6 separate regions of the Mus musculus genome follow, and regions 1, 2, 3, 4 and 6 are each linked to region 5. Evidence: chromatin contacts called from public ChIA-PET, HiChIP or PLAC-seq, Micro-C and promoter capture Hi-C data. All regions are on one chromosome and are shown on one strand. The core of a region is the stretch at or near the end of the contact, and the rest is flanking DNA. Distances in the headings are between cores, read along the strand shown.

Region 1 (2,828 bases), core at 59-2,558, 450 kb after region 5:
ACTTCCTCCAAAAAAATATTCATTAAAAATTAAAAAACAGCCAGTCGTGGAGGCACATGCCTTTAATCCTAGCACTTGGGAGGCAGAGACAGGCGGATTTCTGAGTTTGAGGCCAGCCTGGTCTACAGAGTGAGTTCCACGACAGCAAGGGCTACACAGAGAAACCCTGTCTCAAAAAACCAAAACACACACACACACACACACACACACACACACACACAAATTAAAAACCATGTAATGGGCGGCTGAGAGGGCAGGCTTGGCAGGTACCAGGACTTGTTGCTTTTGCAGCAGGGCCTGTTCAGTTCCCAGCACCCACATCTGCTTGTGTCTCCAGCTCCAGGGAACCCAAAGGGGTTAGAAACAAGCAACCAACCACCCAGTTAGAATAATTCTATGATACATACTCACCATTTTCCTTCTTGATGGTTCTAGGAAGCACTGTTTAATTTTTCAAATCTCCTACAAGAGAGAGGAATTAGTTCACTTTACCCTATCAAGTTCCCACCATACTTGTTCATCTTTATGGTAGATTTACAACGAAAAGCTTAGACTAGCATCCTCTAAATGAAAATCCTATCATAAAAGTGTTGATCCTACCCAATGCAACAAGCCACCCCAGTGCGCACTTACTTTACTCATTTTCTTCAAGGCTTTCTGCAAGGGAGGCATAGCCCCACCTCCAGGTCTAGTGCTCTAGATAGGCACTTGGAGCTCCCTTTACCCGGGACACCTACTTTACTTAAGACGTCTGTACAATACATTTCTATACTTCACACTTTTGTTTTGTTTTTTCCCAAACGCCACATCTTGCTAACTTATCAATCGTATTTAAAAGTCCCAGGAATACCATCTCCAGCCCGAGAGTTCACCACGAGGATCCCAAGAAATAAATTTGCACCAACGTGGGGCGCAGCAGGCGTTTGAGTGCACGGAGAAAAGGATAAAAGCCTTTCCCCCACACTCACCCACTGCGCTCAGCACCACTGCTGCGGGAACGGAAAAGCCTCAACTACAAGGGCCGGCATGCCTGCGGGTTCCAAAGGCGTGTCTGTGCGCCACAGAAGTGAAGCCCGGAGCCCTCCGCAGGGGACGCCCTACTCTCCCGTCAGTCTCTCCTCATCACACCGACTAGGACTCGGAGGACCACGCACCTCACCCCTCGGCCCCTGAGAGCTCTACCCACAACCTCACTAAGAAGCAGAACCCGCTGTCGCCCAGCAACTTCATACAGCGGCCTGGAGTGGGAAGCAGAACGCACAGGACCAATTCCGCCCAACTTCACACAGCGGCCTGGAGTCGGAAGCAGAACGCACAGGACAACTTCCGCCCAACTTCACACAGCGGCCTGGAGTCGGAAGCAGAACGCACAGGACCACTTCTGCCCAACTCTTTCCACAAAGCCAGGAGCTTCAGAGCAGAGCGGAAGTGATACACTGAAAGAGCTTCTGCGACTGGTGAGTTGTGAACCACTGAAGGGCTCGCGGGGGCTGTCTGTTCTTCTCGCTGGAGGTGCACATCGGGCTGGCTGTGGTGACTGCAGAGGGCCGGGGGAACATGAATATAGAAGGAGAGGTTGCAGATGAAAACTGCCTTGCTGCAGGAGGGGTGAGGGTGCTGACTCCAGGAATAAAGGCTATGCCACGCGGCCCTTGATTATTCTGGAAAAGGTCTTGAGCCATGCGTAAATGAAAGAAAAACCACACGCAAGTGCAAAGAGAGCTCTCGTGTAATTGAAAAATAGCAAGTGGCTGTTCAGAGGGCTAAAGATCATGTAGATTGACAATGGATATTCCCATCTCTCCATTGTACGGCAGCTCCAGCCCATTCAAATAATGCTTTAAATGTGTCTGTACTGTGAGCACATTGTCCGAGAAAAACACCGGGACGTGGTCGTGTCATCTCACAATAGAAGTTTATTGTATAACAAGAAAGCCACAAGTTACATCAGTCTCGTTGGTAGCTTGTTACAGGATGTTTGGTCACACTGTGAACCCCCGAGATTGTGTTATTTACCGATGGTGGGTGGGAGGAACCTTTCTAGTTGTGGTGTGCCCTTAGCACACATCTTTAATCTCAAACAATGAAGGTAAAATTAGTTTGTAGAAGGAAGCATCCATGTTTGAAAGTGATGTCTAATTGAATGGCAGACAAAGTGAGGAATCAGAGAAAGATTTGACAGAATAGGATATGCCCAGCTCTCTCCAGAACAGGGAGAAAAGATGGGCTACTTAAGGGGTAGTGCAGAGAGAGACTGGGGGCAGTTTTTACTGGGACAGTTATATATAGAGAGGATGCAGATAGAGAAAACAAGCTATGCATAAGTGAAGACAGACTGAGCCAAAGAACAAGAAGCAGCCAGAAGATTAGAGAGGATTGTCAGGCTTAGTTTGAGGCCATGCAGAACCATTCAGTCAGAGGCTGAGAGAGAAGCCAGATGAATCAGGCAGCTTGGAGAGGAGTTTGAGCCAGAACAGCTGAGTTGAACCAGCCAGCCAGCGCAAGCTCAGAAAGAACTAGAAAGGGTGAGCTTATTCGGCAGTAATTCTCAGAGTCTGAAAACATAATAGGCCTAGATAAGATTGTATGGAGGCTATAAGCTTCCAGAACTAGGCCTAGCTTAGCAGAGAGATGGGAGACGACAATTATACCAGGTGAATAAAAGATACTTTTACAATACCTGTTTGAGGCAAACACATTTCCTTTATTCAATTCTATTAACTCTCAGATTGCACATCACACTGTTTTGAGTTGTTTTGGTTCTTTGGTGACACTACTCTCCCACCATTCAGTGCACAGCCATGGAATATGTGGGTAGGGGCCCAGTG
Region 2 (2,759 bases), core at 124-2,623, 400 kb after region 5:
GGAGGGAAGCTTTATGAGTAACGGGTTTGGCTATTCACCGTTTTTTGTGTCTCTAGCTCAGCTCAGTGTGTGACCTGGCAGTTTATTATATTGGTGGACCAGGCCGCTGGGGGGCCGTTCACTGGCAAGTTAACTGACCTATATGCCTTCTTTTCCCAACAAGACTAACAAGTGTCAAAGTCATAGGGCAGTTTCAAGGACTCAACGCAGTTAAGTGCTTAGGAGAATGTCTGCTACACACATACTACACAAACATGGCTTTTTAATTAGTGAAATACTGTACCCTTAACACATCAGAAACAAACATAACGTGGGGGACGTGGTAGTCTATCATGCAGAGTATGAAATAAGACTTCCAAGAGAAATGCCAACGGACTCAGGGTTAGAGGATAAAGGTAGGGGAACTTAGAGCCCTGATTCCCATCATTTCCCACTATGCTCCACGGCCTGGCCTTCCTAGGTCCCACCAAAGTTCAGTCCTATGGGCCACCAGTACCTCCAAGAAGTTAGGCTGTTGCTGCTAGGCTATTTTCCCACCGCTGCTCCTTCAGCGCTCCGACCTACCAACTTGAACGGAAAAGAATTGACAGCCAAGATCCAACAAACAGCGGCTTAAAGCCTTAGAGGCAAATCCGAAACTCCAAATACAGTATATGTTAAATGCCAGTGAACAGAAGTGCCTTCCATGTACGAGTAAGAAAGATTAAAGGTTTGAGTACAGGGACGGTGGATGTCAGAAATACCCCTGGCTCTCCTAGAATTCACTCTGTAGACCAGGCTGGCCTCGATCTGGAACACGCGAGAGAGAGAGAGAGAGAGAGAGAGAGAGAGAGAGAGAGAGCGAGAGCGAGAGCGAGAAGTTGGTACATGGAAAGGGATTTTAAGGACAAATCCCGGTGTTTGGGGGATGGCGGATGAAAAGGGCACAAACCGGATGCGGGCAGTTTTATCTGTTGTCCCGGAGAATACACCTTCTGAAGGTCCTTATCTCGGGAGACTTTGTGATAAAGGCACATTCTTGAGTCCTGCACCAGAAGCAATTATAAACCCTGCGGGTGGGGGCCTCGCAATCTGGTTTTAACAAATTCCCAGTCCACCGCAGTCAGGGGACGAGCACCCCTTGCAAGGCGTGGTGACAGGCCGAGGTCAGACTTGCCCTCAGCACACCGCATCGCAGAGCAGGGAGGCCGGGCTGCAGTCCTCACCCAGGCAGAACCCTACAGACGCCCCGGCCTCTGCGCCCGCCGCCCAGCATTCCCCCTACCCCCGGGCTCCAGCTTCCGGAGGAGGGGTCTGGGCTGGACCGGGACGGACTGGTCCAACTCGCGGCCGTTGAGGGGCCGCTTCCCACTCCCATCCCCGCCCGGAGAGGGGGAGGCCGGCCGCTGCGGCGGAGGAAGGGGGACGGGCTACCCTGGTACAAGAGTCAGGGCAGCCTGGGGCTTTAGGGTGGGACAGAGACGCCTACCACCGCGGTGTTAGCCGGTGCCCCCGAGCTGCAACCCCGCGGCCTTCGGCAGGGGGGAGTGCGAACTGGCGCAGGGTAGAAATCTCGCGATAGCAGGCCTCCGGGGCGGGGGTGGCGCCTCTTCCTCCCCTCCTGCTCGCGTTAGTTCCGGTCGCAGAGGAGACAGCGCCGCAGTTGCCGCCAGCTCGGGGATTTCTGGCTCTTTTCTCTTCGCCTTAAATTCGGTGAGGCGAGCGCGGCGCAGCGCCGGGGAAGAGCGGCGCGCCGTGGCCCGGAGGAGGAGGAGGGTGGCGGCGCGGTTCGGAGGGGCCGGCGGGACCCGGGGCCTGGATCCGTGGCCCGGGCCGCCGCTCTGGAGGGCGGGCGAGGCCGCGGGGCGCCGGGGTGGCGGCGCGCCCCCGTGTGCGCCCCGGCCGGCCTGGGTAACAAAGCCGCCGCGGCCTCTGTTGGGTGATGTACGCGTGGGGAGTTCGGCGGGCGGGGCGCAGCCGCCGCCACCACCGCCGCGGCCGCCGCCTCCGCCGCTGCTTTCGCGGGAGGGCGGGCGGATGTACGGGGCGGCGGGGGCCCCGGCGCGCAGCGCCTCGGCGCCTGTGGTCCGCTCGGCGCGGCGGCCACCACCGCAGGCGACAGGGTCGGTGGAGAAGGGCCTGCGGCGCTCCGGGGCCCGCCGCCCGAGCCCCGAGAGGCGGGAGGCACGGGAAAGGGTGTGGATGTGGAGACACGTGCCCGGGGAGGAGGAGGCGGCTGGGGCTGTAGCGTTTGCGGCCAGCTCTCAGTTTTGCATCTTGGAAGGGTGCAAGCGGGCTCTGCGGCTCTCGGCGCCACTTTGGAATGAGGGCAGCGCTGATGCGGTTCAGGGCCTTTGACAGATAGCTCGTGACCGCGACAGTCCTCTAAGTTCGGGTTACTTAGAAAAAGTGGGAGATGCAAAGAACGGTGTAGGAGAGACTGAGTAGTTAGGTTTGTGGTAGGCCATTTGCCACCAGACAGGGTGATAGTAAAATGCTTTATCAAGGTGTAGTTCCAGCACTTACATCAAGGGGTTCCTGGAGAGGGAAACTTACCTGCACCCTCTCTATTGCCTGTTAACTGAAAGCGTCTTGGGCTTGCTTTAATTGTAATTTTGATTTAAGGTTTGATACTTGGTTTAAGAAGTTAATATTACTGGCACGGGTGTTTTTAAGGCCTTCTTTCTCCTTTTTCTAGGGTGTCTTTTATGAATAATCAAAAGCAGCAAAAACCAACGCTATCAGGCCAGCGTTTTAAAACCAGAAAAAGAGGTAACTAT
Region 3 (2,985 bases), core at 158-2,657, 470 kb before region 5:
CTCTTCCTGAATCCTAACGTCCTTGCACCCATTGAACTAAGTCTTAAAGGCTCAAGTTACACTGTCTGTGTAGACAAGGGGCAGGAGAGAGGAGATTTACATTTGAAGATACAAGGAGCACTCCGGACTTGCAAGCAGTTCTGTTGAGCAGGTTTGGGCAGGATGGCTGGTCTTTCAGACCAGCTGTCATGAACATGTGGTCACAGGCAATGTTCCTTCTTTAATGGCGCTAGAAGACAGGTGAGAGCGTGGGCCCAAACACTGCACAGTGGCATGAGGAAGGAAGATGGAGACCAGGTAGACACCAGGTTGCATGGGTGTTCAAGGGTGTGTGCTCTGGGTCAGACCACAATGTCTGTTTTCCCTGTGAAGGAAGAACAGGGTCCTGGAAGAGACGGGGTTTGGGTCACAGTTGCTACTTATTTATACCTTTATGTCTTTGTGTATCCAGTTTTACCTAAACTGGAATGATTTCCTGGCTCCTTCCTGCTCATTTCCATCAGGCTGAGAATTTTTGTTAGTCCCCCATGTTGTCTCTCTGCTGAAAACCACAAAGCTACCTTGGTCTGGGTGTTTCACCTTCTCTGAGGTCTTTTGTCCTGTGATGCCTGGTCACTATTTACTGCTTTGCTCTGTATTGTGATGTATCTATTCCAGACCACAATTGTGCCTTCAGTTAAGGTGATTAAAACAAAGAAAGAAAAGAAACAAAAGAAAAAAGGAAAAATAGAAGAGTTTTTAAATTCCCTGCACCCACATATCAGATATTGAGTCTCTCTACACATTAAGTTCTTCTGCTACACAGTGAGGGAAATCACCATCGTGAGTTGTTAGAGTTTCAGGGCATCCGTGTGAAGTGCCTGGCATTAACCAGAGAAGACATTAACCAGAGATAGCGTCGGGCATCCTTTTCTACAGAGCACAGTAGGCATTTCATGATTGCTCTTAACTGAGGCAAGTCCCTGCATCCCATATACGGTCTTCCTTGAAAAAGGATCCCTTGGAAACTTCTCACCACAACTCTTTTGCCATGCCAATGGCCGTCTCACCTCTGAACCATGGAATAAGAGGGGTCTTCTGTTTTGGGAATAGCAGCTCTTCCCCTTAATTTACTGTTGAGTGACTCAACTATCTTGTCCAATCAAAAACAGCATTTTCATATTCTTAAATTTTGTTTGTTTGCTTGTTTGTTTGTTGTTTTCACATTCTTCCATCTTGACTTACGCAACTTGACTCCCACCTCTTCCCACTGAGTCTCAACAGGACAGGCAGTAAAAAGCAAAGGAAGATCTTTAAAGAAAAGAGACCATTGAAGGCTCTGCAAGCCCAGCATGCACACTGCACTCCTACCTGAGCCTAGGCAGCCACTGGCCTCACAAAAGCAGAGTCTGTATTCTTGCTCCACAAAGCACCTGATTCATGAGACAGCTTTGCAGGAATTTAATTAGTGAAGGAATGTGCAAGGCTTAAGCGCTTCAGATATCATTAACCACTGGGGAGGGGTGAGGGAGGAGAAGAAAGCTGAACAGATGTTTGGTTCAGCCTCGTTCCCTTGAAGCAGGTCGGTGCCCACATCTTTTTCTGTTTGGGTAGCTCTTAGGTAAATCTCATTCATGCTCATTCATTCTTTCAGGATCCTGGTTTACCATGCATCCAGTTTAATGCACAGAGAAAGGCATTTTCTGCCTTAGTCAGGGCAGGGGGAGAGAAGAGCCTGTTGTTTAAAAAAAACATGATTATTTCAGTGTTACCATATTAAAATCGTTATCTTGACACAAGGGACTGGTGATCCATGAGTTGAAAGATGTGGATCTTCAATTTCAGAAAGTGAACTTGTGGTCAGCCTGAGAAGGAAACTGAATGTTTGGGTTTTAATAGTTGTAAGTGTTTGCCCCTTATTTACTTACAGCATGAGTTTGTGCTTGGAATGTGTTCTGCGAGAATATTGTTAGCCTAAGCAGACAGTTATCTGAGCAGCTTCCAGTCCCAGGCTGGCAGTGAGAGCCCCTGCTGCTCTCAGAAGCTAGACACCAACTGGTTGAGAGGGGCAGACAGTGTTTGCTTCTCCTTTACCCATTCTAAGATGGCAGATTTACAAACAAAACTACACAGAGATTCAAGTTGTCACAGAAACAGAAGCCAAGAATCTCCATCTGTCTACCTACTCCTGTGTAGAGCCTATTTGTGAGTGCCTGCCTGGTCCAAGACCATTCTAACGGTAACATCTTGGGTTACTCAATTTGGTAGATAGAATTAGAAAAGGAAGGAGAAAAAGGCATACCAATTAGCCTTGTTGAAACTCCATGTATAACCTCCAAACTACTTTTGATTGTTCCAAAGAGCAAGTTCCTAGAACTCTTTTCTTCTCTTCCTCCTCCTCTTCCTCTTCCTCCTCCTCCTCCTCTTCCAGGTAGAAGTGTGAGCATTGTGGTGCTCTGCAGCTAATTGCTGCCAATCGTAGATCACACCCCTAATCTTCAACAGTCTTGATGAACACAGAAATCAACAAAGCAACCATCCTCACCCCATCTCCTTCATTTCTGAACCTCACTATTCCAAAACCCTTACAAATTAACATTGATCTGCCTCCTGCTATCCTTGGGGCCATTTTGTGCTTTTTAATACATTTAACCATCTTGATAAATAATAGTGAGTTGTTATATAGTGTAATTGATCCTAAGAATAGAATGAAGATGTTTTTAAATCTTTGAATATAATATAAAATGTTTTAGATGAGTGGTTCTCAACCTGTAGGTCATGACTCCTTTGGCAAACCTCTACCTCCAAAATATATTTACATTACAATTCATAACAGCAGCAAAATTACAGTTGTGAAGTAGCAATGAAGATAATTTTATAGTTGGGGGAGGGGTCACCACAGCATAAGGAACTGTATTAAGTGGTCTCTGCATTAGGAAGGTTGAGAACCACTGTTCTGGATGGTTGTGTTTTGTCTACAGCCCTTTAGGTCCACCCTCAAGCACT
Region 4 (2,902 bases), core at 217-2,716, 310 kb after region 5:
AGAAAAAAATGCTTAGGCCCCACTCCCTGATTGCTTTCACATGAAACCTACTAAGAAGGAGACCATTAAAAGGTTAAGTGTGCTGGTGGAGCTGGGCTCCTCTCTGAGGACACCAGGCCTGTAGTTTGGGATGACCCCAGTATAACCCACAAAACGGTCAAGAAGCCAAGGCTCTGGGGATACCAAGATGGTGAGGTACCTTCTCAGGGTCTTCTGTTATCATGATGGTAGCAATGTTCTATTGGGTATTTGTAGTTACCTTTGATTTATGGTATCTGCCTTCCAAACTCTGCTGAAGCTGGCACAGACCTCCATCACTCCAGAGAAGGCAGGGTCTCAGCTCACGGACTTAGCAGCAAGGGAGGCAGGCAGTGATGAGCGGTGACTTTGCTAGCTTTCCAACCTGCACAGAGCTCATGCCATCCCTGGGCTGTGGTTTGACCTCTTCAGGATTCATCCTATACCAGTGGTTCCCAACCTTCCTAATGCTGCACCTCTTTAGTACAGTTCCTCATGTTGTGGTAACTCCCCACCCACCCACCCACCCACCCACACACACACACACACACACACCATAAAATTATCTTCATTGTTACATCCTAACTGTAAGTTCACTACTGTTATGAATCGTAATGTAAATGTCTGTATTTCCCAATGGTCTTGGGAGAGGTTGAGAACAGATATCCTTTACCTTAAAAAATGCAAACCATATTTTAAAGCCGGAGGAGAGCCCTCTGGTCCCAAGAAGTGATAGCTGAGCCCAAGGGAGATTTGACAAGTTGTTTAAAGGTATGTTTGCGTCAGGAACACAAAACTGCAGTAAGTGTGAAAAGCAGATAACTGCTTACAGTGAGACCCAGTGTTCTCATAAGTTATACCTCAGCCTTGACCCTCCGTCCGTGGTTCATTTAGTTAGCTAGCCTCGCTGAAGGATGAAAACCAACAGGGTGGTGGGTATGGCATGAGTGTTGACAGGAAAACAAATGTCACGCACAGTGGAAGGAAAGGGGACACTGGACAGTTTCACAGACTGGGACCTCTGCCTCAGTCTCTGTGAACAGAGGTCATATGCCTTCTCCTCTGGCAGCCAACCTCTGAAGGTGCGGATGGGGCTTGCTTTTCTCACGGCTGTCCTGAAATGGCATTTCCTTCCACAGAAGGCCCGCGGCAGATTCCCCTCAGTGGACATTTTCTTGCTGGGTTGGCAAGTGCAGACCTGAAGCCCGAGGAGATTCTGGGGTCTGTGTACATCCCACACTCTCAGAAGGTAAGACCCTGGCTGGTTGCCTTGACGTTGTTTCTTCCCGTTGTCCATAGTGAAGTCATCTCTGCTATCTGCAGACAGTCGGAAGGAGCGTAACCGTGCCCCCAAAACTGTTTCCTGACCCACTGCAAACTGGTTCAGCAATAAACCTCTGGGGCTGGCCTGCACAAGTGCTGCTGGATGTGGGTTTTGGTTGTTGCTGCAGCTGTGGGGTGTGGCCCGCAGCCTTGGGGTGTGGCCTGCGGAAGCCCACAGGAAGGCCTGTGGCCACGCTCCCAAGCCCACTTGTTTCCATAGGTGAAGGTTCTCTGGCTGCAGATGGAGCTTCTCCACTTGACACACAGGAAGCTGGAGCCCTAGACTTGGCTTTCCCAGCCCCACATTTCTGCCAAACCCTACAGCACATAGAAACACAAGGCCTCCAGATGTTCCCTGGTCCAGGATACCACCCAGCTAGCTATGAAGGTGGCCTTCTGCCCTCTCTGTTCCATAGGCCTCTTTCCAAAAGCTGTGCTTGACTCTAAAAGAAGCACAATAACACACACACAAACACACACACACACACACCACTCACAGGTCATAATGAAGTCTTAAGTTTCATTTCAGCTATGGATAATCTTTGGTAGTCCTTCCTGTGGAACAGAAACTTTGGCATGCAAAGGTAGCAGATAGAAAAATGGTGTATCGTCGAATTAGAGGGCTCAGCAGCTGTGACCACCTGTCGCTCTTACAGAAGACCCGGGGAAGGAAGAAACCTGGCTTTTCATTCTGAAGGAGTGGTTTCTGTCTCCTCAGCGGGAGTTCGTGTCTGCCTTCCGGCAGGCCCAGTGCCATCAGAACGCCTTGCCTGATGTAAATGCTGGCATGAGAGTCCTGTTCAGAGAAGGCACAGACGTCATTGAGGAGCTGAGCATTGCCTATGGAGGGGTGGGGCCCACCACCGTCAGCGCACAAAGGTCCTGCCAGCAGCTTCTGGGCCGGTGAGTCATGAACTCTGTGCCTTAAAGGGAGCCTCAATGACAGGACAAAGAATTGGCCCTGACAACTGGAATGACAGAAACTTGGACTCAAAAGAACCACTGCTTCTTCCTTCTTTAGTTTTGCTGACTTAATTCCACATTATTTGGCTTCAATTAGGCCACTTTTGGGGAGAGGACACAACAAAAATGGCCTGTGTTTTCTCATCCAGCCCCTGTTTCTCCTGCAAATGGACACCCAGCCGGCCTCTCTGTGGGGCACTCAATGCTCCTACCATAGGGTTCACACTTTCTTCCTAGGTAAAGGGCATTCAAGTGTGAATTCTGTGCTGCTCTAGAATATTCTGGAATGGTTCTAGAATATTCTGACTCCAAAACATGCTTGATTTATGCTGCAATGGAGAAGGCACCATTCTCACTCAGCCATGATTCTTGTGCCTCTTGGAGCAACCCGCAGGCTTTGTTTTGTCCATCGTCCCTTGTAAACAGAAATTCTAAGGGAAACCCTGGGAGGGGGGGGGGAGTCTCTAAAATGTCGGTTCCCTGCAATCAGGCCACCTTTAACTGGTTCTTCTTGCCTCACACGGTGCCAGGCGCTGGAACGCACTGATGCTAGACGAGGCTTGCAGACTGCTTCTGGATGAAGTCTCCCTTCCAGGCT
Region 5 (2,891 bases), core at 261-2,760:
TATACCCAGAAGATGCTCTAACACATAAGATGCTCCACTATGTTCATATATATATATTATGATATATCTGTACACACATATGTATAATATTATGATATATTATATGTAATATTATAATGTATATCATAATATAATAATAGCCAGAAGCTGGAAAGAACCCAGATGTCTTTCAACCGAGGAACAGAAAATGTGGTACATTTCTACAACAGAGCACTACTCAGCTATTTAAAAACAATGACTTCATGAAATTCTTAGACAAATGGATGGAACTAGAAAACCTGAGTGAGGTAACCCAGTCACAAAAGATCACACATGGTACACACTCACTGACAAGTAGATATTAGCCCAGAAGCTCAGAATACCCAAGATACAATTCACAGACCACATGAAGCTCAAGAAGAAGGAAGACCAAAGTGCTCCAGTGCTTCTTAGCAGGGGAAACAGGCTACTCACAGGAGGAAATACAGAGGCAAAGTGTGGAGCAGAGAATGAAGGAAAGGCCATCCAGAGACTGCCCCACCTAGGGATGACAAGGTTCTTTTTAAAAGATTTATTATTTTATATGTATATTTTGCCCGAATGTACGCATGCATGTATGTATGTACACCATATGCATATCTGGTGCCTGCAGAGGCCAGAAGAGGACATAAGATTCCCCAGAATTGGAGTTACAGATGGCTGTGAGCCACCATGTGAGTGCTGATAACTAAACCTGGGTCCTTTGCAACAAATGCTCATGACCTCTAAATGCCATATTTGTAGTATTTATTTATTTATTTAGGTTTTTCAAGACAGGGTTTCTCTGTGTAGCCCTGGCTGTCCTGGAACTCACTCTGTAGACAAGACTGGCCTCGAACTCAGAAATTTGCCTGCCTCTGCCTCCCAAGTGCTGGTATTAAAGGTTCCCAAGTGCTGGTATTAAAGGTATGCACCATCACTGCCTGGCTTCTATTTGTATTTTTAATATGATGGAACAGAGCAGTTTTTTAAAATATCGTTTCTCGAAATTCTACATATATATATTATTATTAACCTTTTGTAAAAAGAACCAAACTGACTTGAAAAATAAGACTAACACATTTTAAAATATAGTTGAAATAGTTTAAAATGCCACTCTGTGTACTCTGCTAAAATGGAGTATCATTGCAGCACTTCCAAGTGCAAAATTGAGAAAGGCTTTTAAGTGAAGTGTAAAGAAGCAAGGATCACAATTGGAAGGCAAGAATGCAGAAACTGGATGCAGACAAATAATCACACAGTGAACAACACAAAGCCCTGCGAAGGACTAGAGGTGCCTGCCAACCCTCAGAGTGTCCCTTTATCCGTGGTGAATGGCCCTCTCTGTCAGGGCTGGTGGAAATGGCTACCAGAAGCTCAGAGAGGCAAGGAGAACCTTTTCACGCTCGCTGCAGCCCGCCCGGCTCACCCAGCCACGCCCACTCGACCCTCTCCAGTACGTCCCGCCCCTTCCGTCTTCCACTTCCGGGTGGCAGCGCATCTTTGCGCCGCCTTCTCGGAATCTGATTGGCTGGAGCATAAACGCTAACTGCCGCGCAGTTTAAACCTGAATCCTGGTCTTCGCGGATTGTCGCGCTTCCCTGGCAAGTGTGGGCACCCACAGCTGAAGGGGTCGCTGGTAGGCGTGGACGAGGCCAGCGCGGCCAGCAAGGCCTGCGAAGCCGGAACCCTTCTCGGTAGCCACTCCTGGCGCCTCAGTCCTCGCCGCCGCGCGTCGGCTTGCAGGGCCGGGACGCGGAGCCGGGACGCGGAGCCGCCTTCGGATCGGGGCGGTAACCTCTGTTCTGACTTTGAGCTCCCAGCTGGGCGAGGGGTCGCCACTAGTTTTCAGGTCAGTACCTGGAGGGAAAGGGATCTAGGTCCTTGTGACCAGGTCTGAAACGGCTGCTTTCGTGTAGGTAAGGATGCACCTACACGCATCTCCAGGGTAGGGCTTCTGCCAGGCTTGTTTCGAACAGAGAACTAATAGCTTGGCCGGGATCTGGGTATTGGGAGCTGACACTTAGAAATGGAGATGTGCTATATGCTAGGGCGTGGCATGGGGGTCCACAGGAGGGAGGAAAGCAGGGTGTGTCATCAGGATCTGTTTATTCCCGCCCCCCTCAGAAGTGGGATCAAAGAATGAGAAGAGGTCACAGTAGAAGGTCTGCCACAGGGCTGTGGATGAGACGGGGGATTGGACTGGAGGGAAAGTTGAAGATCTGCAGCTAGCCTCCTTGTTTCCCTGCTCAGATTGTGAGGTGAAAACCTGCAATTAGCCTACCAGCTTCCCTGCGGTTTTATGGTTTGTTTGTTTGTTTTTGGTGGGGGGGGGGGGCGAAACTTTAGAACAGTTGAACTTTACTGTTGAAACGTTCCTAGTGAACTTCCTCCCCGTTGCAGAAATTCGCCCCCCGCCCCCAACCATCTTCTCGGTCATTTGCTTAACAGCTTTCCACATCTGCTCAATGCTTTCAAACATGACCATTTCAACATTGGGCAGATTTTTTTTCTACTGAGAAGTTCTTTCATGTGTTCATATATATTTCTATTAGAAATGTTTATCCAAGGAGCTGCTATGTGCCAGGCACTAAGAGTTCAGCAGAAAACACATTTAATAGAAACTTCTGCCTGTCAGCATTACCCTAATCTCTGCTCTTCTCCGTGAAGATGTTTGTGATGGCGTTAGGGATGCCTAGATAAATAAGAATCTTTTCATTGGATCCTTATACTAGATCTGCAGACTATGTATAGATTGAGAATTGCAGGTACCTGACTAGGTCACTTTGTAGCCTACTATAGGACCGCTTCCGGGTTGGGAAGAGTTGGAGGGCAGTTAGGGTGAGGAAGGTAAAGATAATGAGGAATCTTGTGGAATCTAGGGATTTTTGTGA
Region 6 (3,224 bases), core at 307-2,806, 500 kb before region 5:
TCAGGAGTGTTTTAAAGTCTGGACTTGAGCAACCCCAGCTCACAAATTAATATAGCAGGAAATAAGTCAATGTAGAAGCGGCTCCTAATAGTAAGTACAAAGTCAACTTCAAAAACCACTGCAAGTGACAATCAGCCCCTACACCTGCAAGCAAAAGCCACCAGGAGTGAGTCAGCAGTGTCAGCCAACAATAGATTAACCCTTAGGATACCGCTGCTCCCTGGTCACCTAGCAGACGGCTTAAGGCCTGAACATGAACTTGAGCTCATTAGAAACTGATTTTAAAAACTACCTTATTTACTACAGGATGTTCTTTCAGACAGAAATAGTGTAATTTGACTTATTTACTATGCAGAAACCCAACGGGACAGAAGTCAAGACAGAAATACATGTTAAGGCTTCTCTTAGGTGTCAAAAAGAGCCATTCACCTGGACCCTGACGCAGAGTGTTCTATCTATCTCTGAAAGTTTAGTATGCCAGTTTCATCTGCATGTTAACTAGCTTGGAGACAGACTCTCAGCTGAGTGAATTAGCCACCAAGTCTTAGAAGAACACTGCTTCATGTTCTCATTTTATCCATTCTGCATCTGTGCCTAATGCCACCCAGCTCCAGGTGGAAACACAAAATTTGCATTTTTTTATTTTCCCTTTCGGCAGCCTTCTTCACACTCTGAAAGAACATTAGATTAGCTGCTGAAAGCTGGCAGCAAGGTTCTCAGTAATTCTGTGTTCAGTTCTGTTAAATGCTTGACCATTGTGTCACCTAGAGGTGAACATTTATTGCTGCTGATGTTCAGGCAAAAATATTCAATTTGACCCTGGGCTTTAGGAAACAATGGCCAGTGGGGTTTTGCACTGGAGGGAATGGAGGCAAGGAGCTCTGCCCATGTTGCTGATGAATTTGAACATTGCAGACAGTACATCTGAGGCAGGTTTCCTGTTTCCCGGGGTTTATTCCCCATCTCAGTGGGAGAGGCAGGGCCTTCTGTCTCCTTGTTCTTTCCAGAAGCACTCTCTCTCTCTCTCTCTCTCTCTCTCTCTCTCTCTCTGAAATACAAATCTGGCTGGGTTACTAGGGTGTCAAACAGGTAGAGAATTTAATCTAAAACAGGTTTAAGTATAATCCTATTAAAAGGTCTTCTGTGTCCTTTGAAATGTCCATTAGCTAAGAAACTGTCCCTGTTGAAAGCACAGACTCTTACATGGAAGGAATTGTGCTCCTGGCTACTGTTGGCCTGTGGGATCCTGCTTTTTGCTTTGTTTGTTTCTTGGAGCCCTGTTCCAAGACCATTCTTTTCCCCTACCAGTGTTTCCTCCTTGAGAGTTTTTGAAACGCTCTGGAAAGTGAAAAGGCTTTGTGAGTGGCTGAGAGTAAATCAATTAGATTGTACCAGGCTAAAAAGGCAATCTTCCCATTGGGTTTCTGCATAGTAAATACTTCATAATCAGGGACTTTGTCGTTCTTGTTGATGATTGAGCCCCACTTCCTCGAACAGCAGCTGGCACATTGCAGGCGTTTAGAACATATTTGCTGAATGAATGGACAGATGAATGACAGTTATTTGGCTACACTTGAGACATTGACTATAATATACTAAAGATGGTCGCTCATTTCCCTCATTATGATCACATGTGCATAGGACAGAGTAACACAAATGAATTCTAACCATGAGAGCATTAAAAGGACACTCACTGTCTAAGCACGTAGGCTTGAGGCTGTGGAAACACCAGACCCACGCTTGGCAAAGCCAAACCACACGATGCAGACTGATCATCTACATGTGGAATCACTGTTCTTCCCCCACCCCCAACCACAGGGTCTTTGCACTGTCACATTTCTCAGCTCTTTTGTTAGTTCAAAGTGGAAGGCTTTGAAGCTTGAACAGTTAAGGGCCATGATCATGGCCGCTGCTTCCCAGCTAGCTTGCTGATGTTCCCAACGAATTTGTTCCAGGAGAACTTCCAAGTATTGATTTGGTTTTAAATTTGCTTGGCTGCACAGGTCTTCCTAACTCCAGTCAAGCACTGTATAAAGAGGGTCAGCTAGGAGACCATGGCTGCCGAGGCAGTGTGGGAGCACGACTGCTGTGTGCAGTCCTTCCCACTTTTTATTTCAGTCTCTATTCATTTTAACTTACCTCTCCATCTTTTTTATTTGTCTCTGTTTTTATCTTCTTGGGTTTTCTTAATTTCCCCTTTCCTTGAACTTTTCCCAGTTTCTTGTATGTTTGCTTTCAAATATCTACCTCTAGAAATAATTTGTATTAATCTTATTTGAATAATTTTCAGAGATTTTTTTTCTATCCACAAAGACTTTCAAACATCATCCCCCTCCTGAACCCCCATGTCTAAGGAGACTCTTGTCTAACGTCTCACCTAAGGAAGAGTCTTCTGTTCCATTAAAGATCATCAGAAATATATAACAATCTATCAAAGACTCTGACTGGCGTGGATTGAAATGATGAAATTTTACCCAAGCAAGGAAGCCTGAGACTGAATGAGCTCACTCAGCTTTGTGTTGTGTTCCAGGGCTACATGAGACTGAACCCAGTTTCAGAGAGAGAGAGAGAGAGAGAGAGGAAGAGGAAGAGGAAGAGGAAGAGGAGAAGGAGGAGGAGGAAGAGGAGGAGGAGGAGGAAGAAGAAGGAGGTAAAAGAGTAACACAAGATACTTCTGTGTAGTCTTCCACAGTCAGCATTACGGGGAGGGGCATATGACCTAATAAACACTTTATCTTTTAAAATAAAATTTAGGCCAACTAATATAAAAAAAATTCCCACCTATGCTGGACAAATGTGTGGGGGAATTTGGAACATAAAGTAATTAAAAAGTAGAGTTGTATAATTTGAATGTATCTGTTTTCCAGCTTGGTTAGGACAGTGGGAGGTGAAACAGTAGATCCAATACAAAATTATATTGCTACAGAAAATTAGTTTGAGGAAGGTCATGAGAAATACACACTAATTTCTTTCATCTGTAAGGATTCATGATTTAAAAATACAAAAGAATCTGATTATTCTCACCAATTCAATATTCTGCTCCAAATCTCGAAAACAGGAGATGACAGTGGATAAAAGGTGGAACATGGCTTGTTTCAGAATGTAGTCTGGCTATGTGACCTACCTCGTCTACATAGTTAGGATTCCCCCACAGATACGTTAAGGAATATCTACCTCTACTCACAGCAAATTGCCTTTTGAAAAAATATTGAGTTAAATTTTTC

Evidence for each region. Promoter capture Hi-C pulls out the DNA fragments that hold promoters and counts their contacts. Hi-C and Micro-C count contacts between places; a contact is called where the count stands out from the background. ChIA-PET counts read pairs in DNA pulled down with a chosen protein or histone mark. HiChIP or PLAC-seq counts read pairs in DNA pulled down with a chosen protein or histone mark.
Region 1: a promoter capture Hi-C map of pre-B cells shows a contact between it and region 5, with 4 times the contacts expected there. The contact joins the promoter of Ppil3 here to the promoter of Sgo2a in region 5. A contact is called at or near these places in 5 of 39 promoter capture datasets (the 3T3-L1 cell line, 3T3-L1-derived adipocytes, pre-B cells and 1 more), 1 of 115 datasets of contacts at active chromatin or transcription factors (memory CD8 T cells) and 1 of 9 other capture datasets (pancreatic islet).
Region 2: a contact with region 5 is called in a Micro-C map of embryonic stem cells, with 2.4 times the contacts expected there. The contact joins the promoter of Bzw1 here to the promoter of Sgo2a in region 5. A contact is called at or near these places in 14 of 39 promoter capture datasets (the 3T3-L1 cell line, 3T3-L1-derived adipocytes, cranial neural crest and 8 more), 8 of 484 Hi-C or Micro-C datasets (CD8 T cells, bone marrow-derived macrophages, embryonic fibroblasts and 4 more), 10 of 115 datasets of contacts at active chromatin or transcription factors (the SCID.adh cell line, astrocytes, bone marrow-derived macrophages and 6 more) and 1 of 9 other capture datasets (adipose tissue).
Region 3: a promoter capture Hi-C map of cranial neural crest shows a contact between it and region 5. The contact joins the enhancer-like site here to the promoter of Sgo2a in region 5. A contact is called at or near these places in 2 of 39 promoter capture datasets (cranial neural crest and second pharyngeal arch cranial neural crest), 7 of 115 datasets of contacts at active chromatin or transcription factors (embryonic limb bud, embryonic stem cells and stem cell-derived neural progenitor cells) and 1 of 9 other capture datasets (embryonic stem cells).
Region 4: a contact with region 5 is called in an RNA polymerase II ChIA-PET map of memory CD8 T cells, with 16 read pairs. The contact joins the enhancer-like site here to the promoter of Sgo2a in region 5. A contact is called at or near these places in 3 of 39 promoter capture datasets (cranial neural crest, frontonasal cranial neural crest and pre-B cells), 1 of 15 datasets of contacts at CTCF or cohesin (the NIH/3T3 cell line), 1 of 484 Hi-C or Micro-C datasets (CD8 T cells) and 10 of 115 datasets of contacts at active chromatin or transcription factors (the SCID.adh cell line, acute myeloid leukemia, bone marrow-derived macrophages and 5 more).
Region 6: a contact with region 5 is called in an H3K4me3 HiChIP or PLAC-seq map of embryonic basal ganglia, with 3 times the contacts expected there. The contact joins the enhancer-like site here to the promoter of Sgo2a in region 5. A contact is called at or near these places in 3 of 39 promoter capture datasets (cranial neural crest, embryonic stem cells and frontonasal cranial neural crest) and 5 of 115 datasets of contacts at active chromatin or transcription factors (embryonic basal ganglia, embryonic stem cells and stem cell-derived neural progenitor cells).

Annotation. Positions count from the first base shown.
Region 1 is chr1:58,444,178-58,447,005 of GRCm38.p6, forward strand. It overlaps Ppil3 (peptidylprolyl isomerase (cyclophilin)-like 3), which reads right to left and starts at 1,309. Exons shown (of 7, transcript NM_001285827.1): 1 at 969-1,309; 2 at 412-462. The coding sequence starts at 414. It overlaps Nif3l1 (Ngg1 interacting factor 3-like 1 (S. pombe)), which reads left to right and starts at 974. Exons shown (of 7, transcript NM_022988.3): 1 at 974-1,457.
Region 2 is chr1:58,391,525-58,394,283 of GRCm38.p6, forward strand. It overlaps Bzw1 (basic leucine zipper and W2 domains 1), which reads left to right and starts at 1,374. Exons shown (of 12, transcript NM_025824.4): 1 at 1,374-1,692; 2 at 2,678-2,751. The coding sequence starts at 2,688. It overlaps Gm39644 (a long non-coding RNA gene), which reads right to left and starts at 1,019. Exons shown (of 3, transcript XR_003947828.1): 1 at 932-1,019.
Region 3 is chr1:57,527,469-57,530,453 of GRCm38.p6, forward strand. No RefSeq gene overlaps it. Among named protein-coding and RNA genes, the nearest start is that of Gm22371, 110 kb to the left of the region's middle. Within about 2 kb of position 1,408, at least 13 of the 459 cell types and tissues checked have an H3K27ac peak or open chromatin away from gene starts, as enhancers often do. A contact at or near this core is called in embryonic limb bud, where this site is marked.
Region 4 is chr1:58,302,370-58,305,271 of GRCm38.p6, forward strand. Aox2 (aldehyde oxidase 2) reads left to right here. Exons shown (of 36, transcript NM_001008419.2): 13 at 1,158-1,267; 14 at 2,060-2,244; 15 at 2,835-2,902. The region is part of intron 1 of Gm15759 (a long non-coding RNA gene); the gene reads right to left. Among named protein-coding and RNA genes, the nearest start is that of Gm15759, 12 kb to the right of the region's middle. Within about 2 kb of position 1,467, at least 156 of the 459 cell types and tissues checked have an H3K27ac peak or open chromatin away from gene starts, as enhancers often do. A contact at or near this core is called in CD8 T cells, the NIH/3T3 cell line, acute myeloid leukemia and 2 more, where this site is marked.
Region 5 is chr1:57,994,464-57,997,354 of GRCm38.p6, forward strand. It overlaps Sgo2a (shugoshin 2A), which reads left to right and starts at 1,511. Exons shown (of 9, transcript NM_199007.2): 1 at 1,511-1,849.
Region 6 is chr1:57,496,190-57,499,413 of GRCm38.p6, forward strand. No RefSeq gene overlaps it. Among named protein-coding and RNA genes, the nearest start is that of Gm22371, 75 kb to the left of the region's middle. Within about 2 kb of position 1,557, at least 12 of the 459 cell types and tissues checked have an H3K27ac peak or open chromatin away from gene starts, as enhancers often do. A contact at or near this core is called in embryonic basal ganglia, where this site is marked.